Regions from separate parts of the Bicyclus anynana genome. Here region 1 is linked to region 2. A link is a contact called in public Hi-C data. All regions are on one chromosome and are shown on one strand. The core of a region is the stretch at or near the end of the contact, and the rest is flanking DNA. Distances in the headings are between cores, read along the strand shown. Region 1 holds the start of LOC112049700 (facilitated trehalose transporter Tret1). Region 2 overlaps LOC112049697 (gametocyte-specific factor 1).

Region 1 (6,859 bases), core at 1,200-3,699, 37 kb after region 2:
TTTCCTAACTTTAGGGTCCTACCGAAATCCAGGGTTGGGCTAGGAACTATTGAACTTTCTTTCTTCCGAGAAGTATGTAGTAATTATTCTTAGCCATCAATTTTATACTATTAGATATGTTTCGTGCCTACAAAATCACTGCAAAAAAGTGATCCGAATATTTCTACTCCACTGAGCACACAAGTTACACAAGTTACAATTTTGTGTTTACACTATAATGTATCTAAAGTTTATACACTGCCCCTGTAGCCAAGTGGCACGACGACTTCGAAAACTAGAAAAATGTATGGGAATGACAGATCTTGTTCACTATCCTAGTTTTCGAAGCGTTTGCGATCGTAGAAAGAGAGCCGTCGTGCCACTTGGCTACAGCTCCAAAACACAACTTAACTCGACATTGTAGCACAGAAAACATATCTACAAGTAGGTAATTGTAGACAATATTTAGGTATTATTTGTTTAAAATAACTTTCGTTGCTGTCGACTACAGTTATTGGACCAGCGTGGTGGGTGGGTGGCCAATCCTCTCACCTTTAAAGAGGGAGGTCTGGCAATACGGAACCTTCTATGTAAGTTTCGGTGTACACTTTTTTTTACTTTTTTTTACCGCGATCTCACCTGATGTTTTAGCAATTAATAATTATGTTCGCTAACAATATTTGCGAATGTGTGTTTGGCAAAAAGTTGATGCATAAAAATCGGAATCACAACTTTTAATTGTTAGTTTTAATTAAATTTCATATAATTTTTCTGATTTTGATAACTCATGAATTGAAGTAATACTTGCACTTATATGTTTTCTGTGGTACTGTTGGAACCGTTCCTAAGTCCTAACACAAGGATATATTAGTCCACAGACTCCTACCTAGTTTGTATATGTCGGTTTTATTTGAACTTAAGTTTGCTGTTACAATTATTATTTAGGTACACTAACTAAATGTATTATAGTCATATTATTTAATTAAGATATGGCTAAAATACCAATCAAATTGAGAACCCCCTCCTTTTTGAAGTCGGTTATGTTGCGAAAATCAAGATAAAATCTACACACTTACTACCTACTTTGTCTTTGTGAAATAGTTAGATAGGTAAATATACCTACATACTTCGTCGTCATCAACCTATATTCGGCTCACTGCTGAGCTCGAGTCTCCTCTCAGAATGAGAGGGGTTAGGCCAATAGTCCACCACGCTGGCCCAATGCGGATTGGCAGACTTCACACACGCAGAGAATGAAGATAATTCTCTGGTATGCAGGTTTCCTCACGATGTTTTCCTTCACCGATTGAGACACGTGATATTTAATTTCTTAAACACCTACCTACATACTTACCATAGATTTAAGAGATGTACTTAGATACTGAATTCCATAAGAATATTAATGCTTAATTAAAGATAATTTATTAAATATACCTGAAGTTTTCCTCCTTAGCTAATTCTCGGTTATCATTACCATCTGATAAAACTACCTACTTACTTAATGTATTTTTTATTCTTTACAAGTTAGCCCTTGACTACAATCTCACCTGATGGTAAGTGGTGATGCAATCTAAGATGGAAGTGGGCTAACTTGTTAGGAAGAGGATGAAAATCCACACTCCTTTCGGTTTCTACACGGCATAGTACCGGATGTATACCTACTAATAATAATCCAATATTTTTTGGTTTTATAGCGAAAAGTTTCGACCAACATCATAAGAAGCTTTCACTCGACTGTTGGATCAAGAGTCGGATACAAAAGACAGTGATTTTTGAGGAGATTCCTAACTCTGGAGCCCTGACCACCGGTTGCTTGGGCACTCGAATGTCCCGCAGTGGGAAGGTTTATTTTTATAATTTTTTTATTAATAGTGTTTTGTATATTAAATAAACATTGTTAAAAATTAAAAAAAAAGATAAATAAATAAATGAGTGATCCAATATTATCACCATTCTAAGCCCGACAATCCACATTGGAACAGCGTGGTGGGTCTGAACTTCATATCACCTCTTCAATAGGAGGCCTGGTCCTGATTGCACCGTTAAAATAGGCTGATGATGATGCCAATTAGCCGAAACATTCAGGGGACATCAAATAAACTAATAGGGCATGCCTAACAAAACAAGAAAAAGTCCTATTTCTATGTCATAGTTCATAGCCCTGTTTACACTTTAGGTACATACAGTAGATATATAATTAATACATTTAATAGGGGAATGGATTTATCACACACCGGTAGAATTTTGAGGTTATAACCATATGACCTTTACAACAACCCCGCAGAATGACCTCTAAATGTCATTACATCACTCAAACACTTACCTTTTTCTCTAGAAGTCCGATCGTCTCTGCGGGGGTTGCCGGTTTTTCCGCCATAATTGCACTTACTCGATAGAACACGGAATAAGTTTACTTAAGAAAAGGGATTTTTGTCCCTGTAGCTCCGACGCGATGTTATTCGTATTTACGACTGTCACCCCAAAGCGACGCATGCGTAAAGCGTCTTTATTATGGACCCTCTGTACTAAGGGTGAGATTTCAGATGGATGCAGTGGTGCAAAAATATGTACTCGCTAGTAGTCGTTCGCGATTTATAGGTAGGTGATTTTTTTTCTAATACAAACTTCGCGATATTGTTGACTTTGTTAAACAGTATTTTAGGCTCCCTGAAATACTGTTTCAAGATTAATCTAACGGTGAAAATCTTTTGGAAGATTAGCTGGAAGGAAAAGACTGTAATAAAAAGTTGATAGGTCATACATTTCACAGAGCAAAGAGCTGCGCATATTATATGTTTGCTTCACATATCCGTGGGTTTATAGGTGGTACGGTACCCCTACGAAATATGAACATTGAAAATCTTCTTTGTTTCTGTTGACTCATCTAGATGTAAAGTTGTTATCAATATAAATTAATCAAGCCCAATTACAACATAGCTCCTGTAAACCGTTGAGGAGCTTCCTTCGTCTGTAACACCCATAATGACAGTCACAACACATCTAGATTTAAAGTTCTCATACTGTAAACCGTTGAGGAGTGCCCTTAATTGTCCCTCGTCTCCATCATCAGATCCTTAATGACAGTCAGAACCCATCTAGGTAGAAAGTTCTTGTCGACACAAATTAATCAAGTCCAAACACAAGGTAACTGTAGTAAACCGTTAAAGAGTTCCTTAGTGCGGTCTGCAACTCCATCAGATCGACTCCAGACCTTCATAAAGTTGTAGTACTTTAAAGTGGTTAATGGAAAAAATATAAAACGCTATAGTTGCCTATACGATTTCTGAAAGTTCCCCTCGATTTCTCCAGGATCCCATCATCAGATCCTGACATGATGACTATGGGACCAACTGGAAAGCATACAAAAAAAGAATTTTTCGGTTCAGGCGTCTTCGAGTAATAAAAAAAATAAGATTCCGACGAAGTGATAACTTCCTCCTTTTTTTGAAATCGGTTCAACGCCACAGAATGGGCAATTTCATAACTTATTTTAGTTATTTTTATTTTAACACAAAATTATTGAACAGATTTTCGTGAAAATTAAATAAAGTCTAATATGAAAGTATACTCTACTCTTTCAACCAAAAAATTAACACGAGGCTTTACAGGTTGTGAAAAGCCGAGCCACATGGCGCGACAAGTAGCAAGCTTGTGTTAGTGGTCACAACCCTCAGTGATGAGGAATACGACGCAAGGAGGAACTGACCATTCCCAAAAAGTCACCCTTTATGTATAGACACGCGTGTATTGTAGAGATGAATAGGAGTTAGGAGACCGCGGGCACGTCTGGACCTCTGTTAATGCTTATCATTCTCTTCTGACGCAACTGCGGACACATAGACGCAACTAAACTTGGCACCGATAATAATTTTATGTTTCAAGTGCATTTAAATGGCCTATCGGCTAATTTAAGTCAATAAAGTACTTAAAATTTATCACAGACTTATGTTTACCTACCTAGGGTAGTTAGTTCGATAGTTCTTAGGCATACACTCTTACCGGTCTAATAAAATTAAAGAATGACTTTTTTATAGAGTTTAAACTATTGTGAGTGTTATTTAGTCAGTTTGGATCGTGCCGCGTTGCAAGAACCAGCACATGACTAAGGGCCCCGTATGGGTTCGAAACTACTCGGGCATACTCTGACCTTGTATCACGTGAGTTTTAGCCGTGTTTCAAAATCAATTAAAGAATGTCATTTAAAAGAAACCTAGTAATTTTATTGTTTAACCCGGCCCAAAGCTCGAACCCAGCCAGCTCATTATGCTTAGTCGAACATGTCAACCATTTTTAACCCCCGGACGCAAAAAGAGGAGTAAGTATAATAAGTTTAACGTCGATGTCTGTCTGTGTGTGTGTGTGTGTGTCATTCTAGCTCTCAACGATTTAGATGCGGTTTTTTTCATTTGAAAGCCACTTTCCTTGCGGTGATTCCTAAATATGTTTGGTTAATATCGGTCCAGCGATGTAAGCATATCAGCTCTTTTCCAAAATGATGTAACTTGTAACTAAGATTGACTACTGCGATGTCTGTTTGTCTGTCTGTCTGTGGTTTCGTTATCAGACGGATGGGCCGATTGCGATGCGGTTTTTTCATTTGAAAGTCAGTAAGTAAATAATATTCTTAAACAAAAATTGAGGTGGACTCACATATTGCCATTTAAACTTTTAAATAAAAAAAATCTTAATAGCAGCCTGAAGTTAGTACACCTCCGTACCTCGGAGAGCACGTAAAGCCCTGCGCCTGATCTACCGCCGGTTTTGTCGGTCTGCCGTCCCATCGGGCTATGAGAGTGAGGAAATAGAGAATGCACCTGTGCTTCCGCACACACTTGTGCACTATATATAAAAAAATCGCAGCGTATAATTATTATAATAAACTAGCGGACGCCCGCAACTTCGTCCGCGTGAAACTCGATGTAAACTTTCAACTACCTCTACCCTACCCGTAAAAAAAAAACGTAAAAAAAGTAAAAATCCTATGTCCTTCTCCTGGCTCTAAACTACCTCCCTGCCAATTTTCAGCTAAATCGGTTCAGCTGTTCTTAAGTTATAAGTGGAGTAACTAACACGACTTTCTTTTATTATAGATGATGTTACCTATCCCGCCTAACCGCATTTTAACGACTTGATGGGTCTAAGCTCCCACTCTTATAAGGAGGTAGGCCTATAGTACTGAGTCGTTACAGTAATATCTCTCGATTGCTCGACATTTGATGCTTCTAGGATTAGCTATCGTATTTATTTCACCAGCAAAGAAAAATTCATGAAAAACATAGTCAGAGAGCTGGTCGATATTTTCACAAGGTCTTGGGTTCAACTTCTGGGTCAGTTGAAATTCTCAGCCTGCAGTTGGGAATATGGTAGAGTACACACCCCGTGCCTCGGAGAGCACGTTGGCCCTCTCCCGGTCATTTATCATGAATCTGATAGTGGCCGTCAATTAATTTATCATTATTGCCATTGGAGTTTGGTGGGTCTAAGCTCCATATGAGGCTCATAGTTAGCGTCCCTAGCTATGGGCCTCATAAGAAGGCTCAGCGGGCGATGGAACGAGCTATGTTAAGAGTATCTCTGCGTGATCGAATCAGAAATGAGGAGATCGTCAGAAGAACCAAAGTTACCGACTTATCTCAACGAGTTGCGAAGCTAGTGGCAATTGACGGGGAACATAGAACGAAGAGCCGATGGACGTTGGGATCCCAAAGTGCTGGAATGGCGACCCCGCACTAGTAAGCGCAGTGTTGGTCGACCCCCCACCAGGTGGACTGACGACATCAAGCGAGTCGCAGGGATTCACTGGATGCTGGCGGCTCAGTATCGTGATGTTTGGAAGTCCCTACAAAAGGCCTATGTCCTGCAGTGGAGGTCCATCGGCTGATATGATGAAGCTCCATATCCCATCTCTTATAAGTAGGTATGGAAGTCCTGGCCCCGCAGTGGGCCATTAATATAGGCTGGTGGACTGGTGGTGAGAAGCAAGTTTTCGATGGCCTCTGTGGCGCGATAGATTTACAAGACTGAGATCCTTGGTTCGATCCCCGGCTGGGCCGATTAAGGTTTCCTAATTGGTCGAAGAGCCGATGGACGTCGGGGTCCCAAGGTGCTGGAATGGCAACTCCGCACCGGAAAGCGCAGTGCTGTTCGACCCCCCACTAGGTGGACCGAGGACATCAAGTGGATCGCAGGAAACCGCTGGATGCTGGCGGCTCGAGACCGTTACTCTTGGAGGTCCATGCAAGAGGCCTATGTCCAGTAGTGGCGATTTAGCGTTTCCGTCCGTCGTGCCAAGGCGCAGGCACTTGTTTAGCTTCGCTGAGTACGGTACGGTTCGTACTGTGACGATCGCGTAAACGTAAACACAAATTTCTAAGGCATTTCTACAGTTGTGCCACTAGATGGCGCTGTCTCAATTCCTCAGAGATTGCGATCGACACAGTATGAAAACATTGAAAACTCCCACTAGGCACTCTGGAGACCAGGCTGGGAGCAGTAGGGATTAATCAATCTAGTAGATCTCCAAAATCAGATTTTTGTAAAAAATGTCCTTGAAATTTCATTTTTACACCTTTAAATTGAATTAACGTAAGTAAGAATATTTAAAGTTCTTCGAGAATAAAAGACGTCTGCGTCTCTAGTTCCGTGTAGGGTAGCATAGAAGAGATACAGGACAATTTTTTAACCTGCGTCTACTCAAAAATGTTGACCAACTTTTTCAGCTAACAATTTTTCATGACATGAAACATGAATCACAATTAATTAATAATTAAAAATACATAACTGTTAAGCACCTATACTACAGCCTTTCTTGATGAGTACTGTTTACCAACAAACAAATTAAAATGAGGGTTTATATCACTAGTCATTTCACACCTAATAA
Region 2 (7,644 bases), core at 2,405-4,904:
ACGATGCGAATCTGTGGACGCCTACGTTAAGCCGTCGGCCCCGGTCATTATCATTACTTTACCGTGTGTAATAGTCTTCGTTACGTAGTTGAGAACATTATCACCCTAACCCCGCCAATCCGTATTGGAACAGCGTAGTGGGTCTAAGCTCCATAACCCTTCTCCAATAAGGAGGGAGGCCTGTAGAGAGATAAGCTGATAATGTATTTTTTTGTAAGTATAAGCAAGCGCTTAGCTGCAATCACGCCTGATGGTAAACGATCATGCAGCCTATGGTGGAACGTGCTTGCCCAGAGGATGCCTATTTACTCTTGACTTGAAGATACCCATATTGTAGGTGGTGGAGAAAACGGAAGCTCGAAGAGCATTCCACATCATAAAATTTCAAGTTTCAAGTTTCAAAGCCTTTATTATTCCTTACATTTCTATAATTTAACAATGTTTACAACTAAGAAAAGTAACACTTTCAAATTGTTTTTAGTAGGTTAGTCTTATTTCTAATTGATTAATTAAATATATTTAACTATGCAGTAAGGACCCCTCATTGGGTATAGGCCTCCTCCAGCCGATACCATTTAGTTCTATTATTTGCGACTGTGAGCCAATTTCTGCCTGCTAACCCGACAATGTCGTCGGACCAGCGCGACTTTGGTCTGCCTACTTTTCTTTTACCCGGTGGGCCAGGCCACGCGGTAGTTTTTAACGTCCATCGATCGTCTATTAGTCTTGAGACGTGTCCTGCCCACTTAAACTTAAGTTTCAAGGCATATTTCAATGCGTCAGTCAGTTTCGTCTTCCGTCTTATGTCTTCACTTTTTACTTTATATATTTTTCTCAGATTAAGTATGCTCCTCTCCATTGCCCTCTGGCATGTTACAATTTTCATATTTATATTTTTGGTGTGAACCCACGTTTGGCTGGCGTAGGTTAGACAAGGGAGGATGCATGTATCAAATACTGTTTTTTTAAGTTTGAGTGGATAGGATCCTTTCATGATTTCTTTGTGCGCCCAGTATTTGTTCCAACTAGAAGTAATTCGTCTCTCTACTTCTTCTTCTGCACTTGTTACACTAAATGAAATTTGTTTTCCGAGGTATATGTAAGAATCAACGTATTGCACTACTGTATTGTTCAACATAATTATATTTTTTGAAGTATTGGTCATTATTTTGGTTTTGTTTAGATTCATTTCTAGTCCAACTTTCCTACTCTCTGTGTCCAAAGTGTTGATCATTTTTGCGAGCTTATCACTGTGTTCTGCAAAAAGTGCAATGTCATCAGCAAATCGGAGGTGACTCAGATATTTTCCAGATATGTTGATACCTTCATTTGCCCAGTCTAATTGGTCGAAAACATTTGCTAAAACTGCGACAAATAGTTTTGGGGATATAGGATCGCCTTGCCTTACCTTACTCTACCTTGCTCTACGAATATATATTTCTTCTCCGCATTGTTCTAACTTTATTCTGCTTTTACTATTAATGTAAACATTTTTTAAGATGTCAATGTACTGTTTGTTTATCTTGCAATTGTTTAGGGCTTTCCAAATCGAATGGTGAGATATACTATCGAATGCTTTTGTATAGTCTATGAAGGCAATATATAGCGGTTGGTTGAATTCTCTATATTTCTCAATAAGTTGTTCCATTACATGTATATGGTCAATTGTGCTAAATCCAGTTCTAGTTCTATTGGGCCAGACAACATCCAAAATGAAATTATAAAAACTGCAGCGCTCTTACTAACTGCTCCATTAACATTACTATTTAATATATTTATAGATACTGGACAAGTACCATATCAATGGACCACTTCGGAAATCATTCTTTTGTATAAAAAAGGCGACCCTCTACAAATTTCAAACTATCGACCTATAAGTCTTCTCTCAAGCATTTATAAATTATTTACATCAATACTTTTAAGTAGAATCGGACCACAAATTGATAGTTTTCAACCTGTTGAACAGGCAGGGTTTAGAACTGGATTTAGCACAATTGACCATATACATCATAAAATTACTAAGACATAAATAAACTACCACAACCATGAGATGAGTAGTTAAGTAAGTATAAAAAGCAAGTTTAATGGTTTTTTCATCTTCACGCCGACGAACATAAGAAAAAACATACTTAGTAACATTGCGAAATAATTACATTTACTATTTAAGTTAAATTTTCCGACCATGTCTGAAATCTGAATAACTACATTTGGATAAAAATAAAATTCATTTTGAATGGAATTTGTTGATACATGAGCAAAGGAATGTTTTACCGTTGGATTGCGAATATTTTGCGGAATTACGTAATACCTATGAATATGCTGCCGTAAATAATCATTATTTCGCTTTAAACAACTATGCCCACATAGCTTTGCGTTTTAAGATACTAACACAGACTACAGAATAGTAACCAAACTAACGTTCCAGCTCAGGTTTTAATAACAAAGGAAGTTTTGTTTTGAAACATTTACAACGATAGACGATAGTACAATGAGAACTTTACTTGTAAATACATAACGCATTTCAATGTGTGAGAAAGATTCCCAAAATTTATTTTCTGTAAACAGAAGTTTATAATGTTTAGGTACGTAATAGTAAAAATTTTAATTAACTTCTGTGTTCTTTCAGGCTTCGAAAGTTCCAGTTACGAATCAGTCAATGAATTAGTGACATTATCTTTCTTCCGAGAAATTCTCAATAGTAGCCAGGAGTAGGAGAGATGGTAGTGTTTCACATAGAATTTCGGTTCGTAGAAAACCAAAGTATCTAACATCTCAATGGTCAACGAGTCACACATAGCTCGAAGAGCCGATGGACGTTGGGGTCCCAAGATGCTAAAATAGCGACTTGCACCGGAAAGCGCGGAGTTGGTAGACCCCCGAATAGGTGGACCAATGACATCAAATGGGTTGTATTAATCCGCTGGCTGACTCATGTCCAACAATGTTCATCGGCTGATGATAATAATCTAGTCATCTATATATTCTACGAAGTGCATTAAAGGATAAAGGATCTAGGTGTCTCTTTATAATACTACAATTCTACCTTGATGTTTATTGTCCATTCTAAACAAGGTAAGTAATTAGGTATTGTGTTTTCATCAGATGAGATCACGATGAGTAATTGTGACGTAAGTAAAACCCATGAAAAGCGTAAAATAGTATCTTAATTTTCTTTCAATTAATATAGTTAACTTCAGACTAGGGTTGGTGCGGTTATCAACAAGATTCTATTCCCAGTTCAGATCAATTTAGAATTTAATTTAAAGAATTTTTTTATATTAGCTTAGGTCTGGTCTGGTAGGTAAAGGCCGTGGTTACCATGGTTACTGGTAAATGAAATAAACGTGTGCCTCTTTTAAGTTATCCCGCAAACATCTAGACTGCATGGTCACTTAAAATCAGGTAAAACCAATCAGTCTGGTAACATTTAATTAACGTCAAATGAAATCTGTCAGGTAACATTTATTTGAATAAAAAAGTTAGGGAAAAAAATAAAACCGTAAACTGATACCTACCATGTTATAGCCGCGTAGACTTAACGGTGGTGGTCGGAAGGTTGAGGTCGTGGCCATAGAGTTGGGTATACTCATGAACAGATCCGCGGTCAGAAGACCGGCGGCGAGCGACGGGCTGACCGGAAACACGCCTATCGCCACACCCGTGTTTATCCGAGAGGGAAACATGGCTCATAACGAATGGAATCACTCAAAACAAGAACCTATACCTACGTGATAATTTTACTCCATTATTCATAACAAGTAGATGGCTCTTTGCCTGCAAATCCCCGACCTAGGTTTGCCAACCTTAAAATATACGATTCTTAGTATTATGCTGTATTTCAGGTCCTTTTTAATTTTTGACTGATTCAATAGAGTGTATTAGCATATCCGAACTTATTATGAAATTCGAACTCTCATTGAGTTTCAAACGTTTTATAGGAATAAATAAAAAAGATCTTTTTCTTTCATTAATTTAAAAATGTACCTAATGTCAAAAAAAAAACTATAAAAAGTATAGTTTTTATACTACAAATAAAAAATGTACATAAGAAGGTAAGTAAGAAATATTATATTATCGTCTTAATTTTTTTCATTTTCCATGAAATACATTATTTTCTATTTTTGACAACCCTACCCCGACACTTATCCTATTCAGACTTTTATTTTATTCCGACGACGTTAAAATGTTATTTTCAAAATTAAGATATCAAAGTTATTCCAAGGAGTTTACAGTTTATCAAGCACTTTTACTCGTTTTATCTAACCTTGTATATCAAGTGTTATAGATATTATGAAAAATCACATTCGTTTATTCAAACCATGGGCATTCGTTGTTAGGCCTTGTTCTCTAGTAGGGACTTCCCAGAATACTAAATAAATAAATAAATATTTATGAATAATGGTGTAAAGTAATACCGCAAAATAACACTATAGGGCAAGTTTTGATTGCAACACACACGATATATTCGAAAAGACAGGTACTTGATAACTGTCTAAAGATCTGCGAAAATTTCGAAATCTTTACAAAAATGTCACGTTTTATCAAATGCAACTCAAGATATCCAATCAGATAAATCTTTTTGGATAGCACTCGACATTTTTACCTAAAGAATATACTAAACACCATATATTATTAGTTTTCGCAATAAATTCAGAGATAATCAGGAATATACGAATATCATGTATATTCCGAAGTCTTATGAACATTTAGAAAAAAAATAATAGTTAATTATGGTTTTAGTAAAAATTAAAAGACCTAGACACGTACAAAATGGTATATTTAAACGTTCGTTGCGATATCGTGCGGTTAAGAATAACAGACTTCTCGATCGTGCGAAGGAAGAAAAGGAAGTACGTACTCGTATAACTTCAACTTAGTTCAGTATTGAAGGGAGGGAAAGAGGGAAGGAGTAACCATCGGTTACGTGGTATATCCATTCACTCTGACTAAGTATCGCATTAAAGTTACGTGTAAATTACGGGGTCAAAAGACCCCGGGTATGTAACAGACACCTGCAGTAGTAAACATTTATCACTCTAATCGATTAAATTAAAGCGTTAAAACCCCCACGGACATAAACAGGCTGTTTTATATCGATTGCAATCTATTTTATCTATTTCAATTATGCCGATAGAAGCTTCATTACGCCTAATCCCTCCCAAGAGCATTATAGTAAGTAATAAACACTTCATTGTATATCTACCATACTGTAATGAGTTACTAGTTTTCCACCCTTCAATTTTCCAGGAAAGAAGTAATTTTATTATTAAACAAAAACAAACGGAAGTCGACGTTTGTTTAACGGCAGGCGTCCACAGATTCGCATCGCATCAAACGGATTTTAGTATTCTTTGTATAGAAAGTCATTCAAGTGCGTCCACTGATCCGCATCGAACGGATTTTATCTAACGTAAAATTAAAATCCGTTTGATGCGATGCGTCCGATACGTCGCACTGTTTCGTTACTGCCTCATCAGTACGACGCTTTATACTTGGTCAGCTGAAGGTCTGAACCCTTAAAACCTGCTATCTTCCAAAGCTACTAAAGTATATTCTCCATAATGCTAGGAATTCTATATTGTAGAAGGAATTTCCTAATAGCTAAAAACCTTGTGTCTGACAAAATTTTGCCTTCATAAAATGAGGTATGGCTTGTCCATAACTTCATCATCATCATCATTATCAACCCATATTCGGCTCACTGCTGAGCTTGAGTCTCCTCTCAGAATGAGAGGAGTTAGGCCAAATATTTCACCACGCTGATTGCTGACCTGACACAAGATGTTTCTCCTGCACCGTTCCACGACACGTGATATTTAAAGTTGGAGGTGTATGCCCCGTACCTAATTCGAACCTACACCCTCCGGAATCGGAAGCAGAGGTCATATCCACTATCACGGCTTTACTAGTCCTTAACTCGCGTTGTCAAAATTAGGTACTGTCCCTCCATAGAAGTATTTAAGAATTGAGATAATAATTTATAAGTAGTAACAGTTTTTTTACAGTTTTCATCGTTATCTCTTTATTATATTGCCCACTCAATGGTGACAATAACAGATAAATAGCATTCGCTAACACTGTCATCTTCGGATTAAGATTAGGAGTGCTTGTTATGTAATACCAAAGAATATAAAGTGTGTTTCTTTAGAACCACTTCAAGAATTTGCACAAGTAGATAAATAAACACTTATGCCTGTTAGATTAAAGTGTGGAATTATTGTTTCTTGTTTAGGTATTTTTTTTAAAAAACTTCAGTTCTGAATATTTTAAAATCCTTAAAATTTTAAGGTTTTTAAAAAGTCGTAAATTCGGAATCTCTTGTTTTTTCTAAGGTTTGTAAAAGACGGTTAAGTCATCATTCATCATCATTATCAAACCATATTCGGCCCACTGATGAGCACGAGTCTCCTCTCAGTATGAGAGGGGTGAGGCCAACAGTCCACACACTGGCCCAATACGGATTGGCAGACCTCACTCACGTAGAGAATCGAGAAACTCCTCAGGTCTGCAGGCCTCCTCATCATGCCCTTCCCTCACCGTTTGAGACACGTGATATTTAATTTCTTAAAATGCACATAACTAAAAAGTTGGAGGTGCATGCCACTGGGCTATCATAGACTTAGGAAACATATGGAATTGTCAATTCAAATCAATTGTTTGGTAAACTAAAATGTACTAACAATCTAAAATGTACAATTGCCTAGATATTGCCCCCAAATCCACCACTATTCTAACTGTACCTACTTTCATGGATAAAGTATTATGAATGAAAACATTTATACAAGCATTCAGTTTTTCATTTATTATATCTATACATCCGTGAGCATCGAAGTAAGTACGTGATCTTATAAATAAATAAATAGAAACCCTGGTTTTTTGCCTTAGAAATGGCGGAAATCAATGTATAGCAAAAACATGGTACGGAGTTTATTTAAAAACAAATCAATGTTTAACGGGAAAATGGGATCAGATGGCCCACATAGAGTGTATTACCATCCTAAGCCGTTTTATAAAAGCTAATCGATACTAATATTTTAAAGAGGTAAAGTTTGTAGTTCTGTAGGTGGTAATATCTGGATCTAGAGAAACGATTTTGAAAATTTTCTACCACTAGAAAGCCACGTTATTTGTGAGTGTCATAGGCTATATTTCATCCCCGTATTCTTACGGAAACTGGAACTACGAGTACGAGGGTGAAACCGCGGGGTGTCTGCTAGTAGTTTATCAGTCAATGGCCCGTGTCATGGTAAACCATTGGTTTGTTTTGTTTCCCGGGCAACACAATCACAAGCAACACAGCATCTTCGCCGGCGAAGACGAGGTCCCCGATATCTAACGTCATCCGGACGTGGGTTTTCTAACTCACGATCTCGGGGGCGTCCGGACTGATTCACTCAGGTCACGGTTACACCTTCCCGAATGGCCCTCTAAGCCGTCTCATAGGAGACGCCCTTAGAAAGTCGTTTTGTCCTCTATCTTTATTTCAGCCTTCGGGTCTCATCAGGCGATGCTTCTGCGCTCACCCAAACCCCCCGGTGACGCCGTAGTGTTCCCACATGGAGCCATCGGCACTTACTCAAAACGAAAAAAAATATTGATTTGTTTTGTTTGGACTAGGTATTATTGGCATACAAACAACTATTA

Evidence for each region. Hi-C and Micro-C count contacts between places; a contact is called where the count stands out from the background.
Region 1: a contact with region 2 is called in a Hi-C map of whole larva, with 4 times the contacts expected there. The contact joins the promoter of LOC112049700 here to the enhancer-like site in region 2. A contact is called at or near these places in 2 of 2 Hi-C or Micro-C datasets (whole body and whole larva).

Annotation. Positions count from the first base shown.
Region 1 is chr15:1,826,095-1,832,953 of ilBicAnyn1.1, forward strand. It overlaps LOC112049700 (facilitated trehalose transporter Tret1), which reads right to left and starts at 2,450. Exons shown (of 3, transcript XM_024087701.2): 1 at 2,303-2,450. The coding sequence starts at 2,356. It overlaps LOC112049697 (gametocyte-specific factor 1), which reads left to right. Exons shown (of 4, transcript XM_052885702.1): 4 at 1,674-1,688.
Region 2 is chr15:1,787,902-1,795,545 of ilBicAnyn1.1, forward strand. The region is part of intron 3 of LOC112049697 (gametocyte-specific factor 1); the gene reads left to right. The region is part of intron 1 of LOC112049700 (facilitated trehalose transporter Tret1); the gene reads right to left. Among protein-coding and RNA genes, the nearest start is that of LOC112049696, 17 kb to the left of the region's middle. Within about 2 kb of position 3,655, at least 3 of the 8 cell types and tissues checked have open chromatin away from gene starts, as enhancers often do.